Regions from separate parts of the Sus scrofa genome. Here region 2 is linked to region 1. A link is a contact called in public HiChIP or PLAC-seq data. All regions are on one chromosome and are shown on one strand. Each heading gives the region's core, a stretch centred on a gene start, on an enhancer-like site or on the middle of the called end of the contact. The rest is flanking DNA. Distances are from core to core; before and after follow the strand shown.

What was found. HiChIP or PLAC-seq counts read pairs in DNA pulled down with a chosen protein or histone mark.
Region 2: a contact with region 1 is called in an H3K27ac HiChIP or PLAC-seq map of alveolar macrophages. The contact joins the enhancer-like site here to the promoter of PIK3R2 in region 1. A contact is called at or near these places in 2 of 5 promoter capture datasets (fetal liver and liver), 8 of 47 Hi-C or Micro-C datasets (blood, brain, embryonic fibroblasts and 4 more) and 2 of 2 datasets of contacts at active chromatin or transcription factors (alveolar macrophages and skeletal muscle).

The regions. Positions count from the first base shown.
Region 1 is chr2:59,650,813-59,653,644 of Sscrofa11.1, reverse strand. It overlaps PIK3R2 (phosphatidylinositol 3-kinase regulatory subunit beta), which reads left to right and starts at 1,570. Exons shown (of 16, transcript XM_021083506.1): 1 at 1,570-1,707. It overlaps MAST3 (microtubule-associated serine/threonine-protein kinase 3), which reads left to right. Exons shown (of 28, transcript XM_021083495.1): 28 at 1-745.
Region 2 is chr2:59,763,074-59,765,773 of Sscrofa11.1, reverse strand. The region is part of intron 3 of LOC106507304 (a long non-coding RNA gene); the gene reads right to left. Among named protein-coding and RNA genes, the nearest start is that of ARRDC2, 14 kb to the left of the region's middle. Within about 2 kb of position 1,258, at least 34 of the 83 cell types and tissues checked have an H3K27ac peak or open chromatin away from gene starts, as enhancers often do. A contact at or near this core is called in alveolar macrophages, fetal liver, liver and 2 more, where this site is marked.

The DNA.
Region 1 (2,832 bases), core at 321-2,820:
TTCCTTGTGTTTACAAAGCTAATCCCAATGACTATTTATTAAGCACCTACTGTATGCCAAGCGCTTTTACTCGTGGCTTCTCCCTCAGCCAGCCTTAAGAAGGCTAGAAGTGGTGTTCTCATCCTCATTTTACAGACAAATAACTAAGGTCTGGGGAGAGGCAGAGATTTGTCCCATGATTGCCTGGTGAGAGTCATGCAGCCAGGCTCTGTCTCTCTGGAGCTTGGATCTAATGTCAGAGCAGATTCCAGCTCTCTCCCCTGTGATGCTAAGTGACCCACTGGGCACCTCAGAGCCTCCCTTTCTCCCATTTGTGGGTTGTTAGCAAGATCTCTGTGTCCTACGTGGTGAGGGCACTTTCCAGGCACTGCAGCCCAGTCTGCATTCCTTCTGGAGACACCCATGCAGCACCACCTAGTGTTGGAGCTAGACCAAGGCTGTGCATGACTTGCTCCCGCCTTCCACCCCGGAGCTGACAGTGAATAAAAGCCCACATTTACAAAAAGGAGGTCCAATGTCTGGATTTGTGAGGGGCCAAGAAAAGGGTAAGGGAAGAGTGGGGTGGAGGCGGGATGAAAACAGACCCGTGGCTCAAAGTCACTTGAAGTGGGTTTTGAAGGCTGCTGGGAGTTCATCATTGAGCTGCCCTCTCCGTGTACCCATCAGAGTACCCATCAGAGGCTCTGTCCTTCAGGGCTTCGTCTGGGGCCCCGAAGCTGTGGCAATAAATAAACCATCTGTGTCCTTTTTATATTAGTCTTTGCTTGGGCTGTCCCCTACAATTCTCCTCACCCCCTTCGGAACCCAGACCAGCCCGAGTGCCTTCGGTTACCTCCGAAGTAACCCGTAGGGTCGGAAACCCTTGGCCACGCCTCCCGATTCCGAGTGTCTTGGCTATTTCCGGAAACAGCCTGGGCATCTGGGCAGGCACTGGGTTAGTTATCCCTACCGGCGAGTTGATTCAGCTGTTCCCGGATCCTCTGGGCTACCGTGAAGACCTCAGATTTCAACCCCGGCTTCTTCTGGGCCATCAGCTTGTTTCCTGAAAAGCTCAGGTTTCTGTGGCTAGCCCCTTCCCCCATCTCCGCCACCTCCAGTTTCTTGAATTTGGGGCCACCTCACCCGCCCTTTGGAGATGTCCATGCTTCGACAGTTTCAGGAAGGTGCCTTTGGATCTAAGTTCCTAGGGCCTCATTTGGGACCGAACACACTTGGTTCTTGACAAACTTTCCGAAGTCTCCAGGCCCATCCCCTGTTCGGCTAGTCCAGCTAGAGCGCGCTCGGGCCATTTCCGGAATCGCTCGGTCTTCTCTGAGAGCAGCCGAGCCTAGCCAACCCGAGCTCGGGTCGCTCACCTGACCCGATTGTGCTCGGTTATTTCCGGAAGTGATCGGTTATCCCGGGGCAAACACCCCCGTACCCTCCAGTCCCGCGGGAGTACGTTCGGCTCTTTCCGGAAGCACTCGGGTGTCCCCAGCCTCCGCCTCCGCTTCGTTTCACCCGCCTTACCCGAATACACTCGGCTGTTTCCGCCGGAGGCGGGCCCGACCGATCGGAACCGCGGCGGCGGCGGCGGCGGCGGCGGCGGCGGCGGCGGCGGCGGCGGGGATCCCGCGGCTGCGGCGACGGCGGCCGCGGTGTAGCCACGGATCGGGCTCGGCTCGGCGTGACGGCTGCCGCGGCGGCGGCGGAGGCGGCCGCGACCAGGTAAGTCCAGGCTGGTCCGCGTGGCAGGCCGGGCAAAGGGTGCGCTTAAATGCAGGGCGCCCAAGCAGAGCGTGGGGCCACGGTTGAAGCCAGAACGCAAGCCGGGCTGCATCGGGCCCCGCGGGAACAGGGGGCCGCAGGGAGCGGGAGGCCTCAGGCTCGATCTGGCTGCGGTGCATCATCCGAGACAAGACGATGGGGGCAGTACGGGAGACCCTAGGCAGAGATAAAGGGTTGGAGCCGCGGCCCTGAATTGAGAGAGGCCCTGCCAGGAGTAGGGCGTCGAGTAGTAATGAGGGGCGCCCAGGCATTGTGTGGGGCATAGTAGGGTGCAAGACAGTAGAGGGTCGACTCCACTTCCGGCCCCTGGACTGGTCTGCGGGGTCCACGCAGGCTCAAAAGTGCGTCTTCACACGCATGAGCACGCAGGCCCTGTGTCCAGCCTCCAAGCCCCCAGCCAGGACTGTCCCCTCCACCCCGCCTCTTGGATTCGAGGTTCGAGGAGCGCTGGTTCCCAGGCGTGCTCACCGGGGCATGTGCAAACGTGTGCACGCCAGGGCGCGGAGGCGGGCAGACAAACGGATTCAGGAGGTTTCTTGGACGTCCCTCTCGCTGGGCCTCAGTTTCCCCACCTGTACAGTGGGGGCACAGGGGCCAGGGAACAGGTAAGTTGGAATGTAGAGCTTTTGCTCCGTGCTCAGATACCTCTTGCCGCTCCGCGTGATCGAAGAATAAAGCCTGACTCTCTGTCTGGCACTCGAGGCCTTGCGTGTTCTGAGGCTTCCTTAAGGCACCCTGAACTCTTGGCAAGCATTTCTTGCAGTCAAGCCTTTGCATGTACTGTTCCCTCTGGCTAATACCCCCTCCTGTCCTCTGTGAGGACCCGCCCTCCAGAAAACACCACCCCTCCCCACCACCATCCCCAACCTCTCAGGAGAACTCAACCTGCAGGGCTGAGATTGGATGTCTGTGCTGGGCTGTGTCTGCCTGAGACTGAGGGCTCTTGGGAGGTGATCATTGCCCTTCCAGCAGCCTCCCCCTTGGCAGCAGCCATGCCCCACCCCCATGTACCCCTTGCTGGCTCCATGGGGACAAGGTCCTCTGGGCCTCCTACCCATCCTCTCA
Region 2 (2,700 bases), core at 9-2,508, 110 kb before region 1:
TTGGGTCCCTCTTTTTTTCTTCTTTTTTTGGCCACCCCATTGCATCTGGAGTTCCCCAGGCCAGGGATCAGATCCAAGCTGCAGCTGTGGCATAGATTGAAAATGCAGCTGAGATCTCATCCCTTAACCCACTGTGCTGAGCCAGGGATCAAACATGTGTCCTGGCGCTGCAGAGACACCACCCATCCTGTTGCACCACAGTGGGAATCCGATAGGGATCATTTTTGCCACCACAAAAGGACAGCAGAACAGAGTCCCAGGGTCCTTGTGGTGGAGTCCACAAATATCCCCACCCTGTGAAGTCAGTGTGGGGCCAGAGGGAAGGATGCGGGCTGGAGGGTCCTGAAAGTGTTTCTGGGAGGAGAGGGCATTGGAGTTGGGGCTTTGATGGACGGAGAGGAGTTCACCAGGGAGCTGGAGAAGGGCACTCCAAGCAAAGGGAACAGCCTATGCAACCCCAGCAGACAAGAGAGAGCCAAGCATGTCCTCAGCCATCCTTGTGGCTCTGTGGGAGCCAGAGCATAGAGAGGACAGCTGTAGATATGTTTTTTTATTTGTGGATGTTCTCCACCTCAGCTCCCAGTGGATGAAAACCAGGTCTGCTTTGTTAGATGCTGAAGCTACATTAATATCTGTGACTGGGTGACCCTCCTTTTGGGGACATAGAGGGATGGGATGGGTGAGGGAGTGGTGAATGGGGAGATTGGATTATGGGGCAGGAGAACCTGCAATTGCTTTGAGGGTGGCCCCAGGAGCCAGGAGGATCTGGGCCATGGTCCAGGCAGAAGGGGGGTGATTCCTCATCTGTGAATCCTGGACTCTGTGAACAGTGCTCCAGAAGGAGGCAGGTTAGATCTCGGGCTGTGGATACCGAGTACCACCTCTTTCCTACTGTGTGACCATGGGCTAGTGGCTGCACCTCTCTGAACCTCACTTTCCTCATTTGGAGCCAGACCTCACTGTAGGACAAGGGGAGTACTGGGGCACAGAGGGGGTACAGAGTCTGTGGAGCTAGATAGGGGGATGCTGAGGCAGGGGGGGAGGGGTTGGGCCTGTCCAGAACTTTCCATCAGCAGTTCCCAGCCTCTTTGAAAACAGGAAGCCAGCTCTCAAGGGAGTCCCCAGAAGCACTTCCTGAGCCTCCTCATGACGCAGGCTTGCGGGGGTGGGGGGGGCGGTGTGCGTGCATACATGTGTGTTTGCAGGCGGCTTAGAAGTAGGTGGAGCCACTAGCCTCTGCCTACGTGTTGGCGTGTCCGCCTTGTCTATGGAGTGGCCCGGAGGGCTGTGCACATGTGCAGATGTACTTGAATGTGGAACACATCTCTGTCAATACAGGAAGCACATGTGGGCGCATTTGCATGTCTGGGTCTAGGTGTTAGGCACCAGTGTCTGTTGGCAGTGGGTACCGGTGTATGCTGGCAAGAGCTGGCTTGTCCTGGAGTGTTCTGACCTGTCCAGGCTTTTGCCGATATGGACTGGTATGGCCTAATATGTGCTGGCAGGTAGGAGGCTGTATGGCAGCCCCCAGCCCTCTGAATCCCCAAGTAAACCTTGATTCAGCTGCTGGTGGTCCCTCTGGATTCCATCTCTTCCCTGCTCCAAATACAGCATGGCTCCTCCTGGTCCGAAAGGCCCTGCACAGTCCCTGTGACTGCCCTGCCCTCCTTTCCATCCATCTGCTCCTCACACATCAGTCCCTGGCCAACCTGCCTCCTTGCTGTTCCTGGAGACAGCCACATATGTTTCTACCTCAGGGCCTTTGCACCTGCTATACCCACTGCCCTTGACTGCTCTTCCTTCCCCTCCTCACCATCTCTCAGGCCCCAGGATACTGGCCTTGAGCAAGTCACCCCTCTCCTGCTTCTTGACTACCTCTCTGTCTTCTCTTGAGTCCTGACCACAGGTCCCAGCTTTGGCCACTTCCCTGTGCATCCAAGGATGAGTGGAACTTCCTCTATAAGCCTCAGTTTATTCTCCTGTAAACTGAGGCCAGTTTTGGTGTGGCCTCATTCACCCAGAGTCACCCAGAGAGTAGAAAGGCCTGGATTCAAACCTGGGCTGGCCAGATTCCCAAAGACATTATTCCTTTTTTTTTTTTTTTTTTTTTTTTTTTTTTTTTTTTTTGTCTTTTTAGGGCTGCACTCACAGCATATGGAAATTCCTAGGCTAGGGGTTGAATCACAGCTGTAGCCTCTGGCCTACACCACAGCCATAGCAACATAGGATCTGAGCCACATCTATGACCTACACCACAGCTCACGGCCACACCAGATCCTTAACCTACTGAGTGAGGGCAGGGATCTAACCAGCCTCCTCACAGATACTACTCAGATTTGTTTTCACTGAGCCATGACGGGAACTCCCACAGAGGCTTTATCCTTGCTCCTATTAAATGAGAGAAACACTTAAGGGTCGAGGACACTCTAGGGTCACCAAGCCACAAGGGCTAAGTGGAGCCAAACTGGGGCCTCCTGTGGGTTACGTTCCTAGGGTGCCTTTTTCTTGCTCACAAACTTCTGCTCATCCTTCAAAACCCCATCATCAGTACCCCTTTTCTCTGACCAGTTCTGATCTCAGGGGCTGAGGGCACTTTTTGTCTGGCCATGTCTGTCTGCTCTAGACTGGCCAGGGCTGAGGCCTCTCAGGAGCCTAGCATCACCCAAACAGGTACAGGGGACCATGTTTCTCACATGCCAA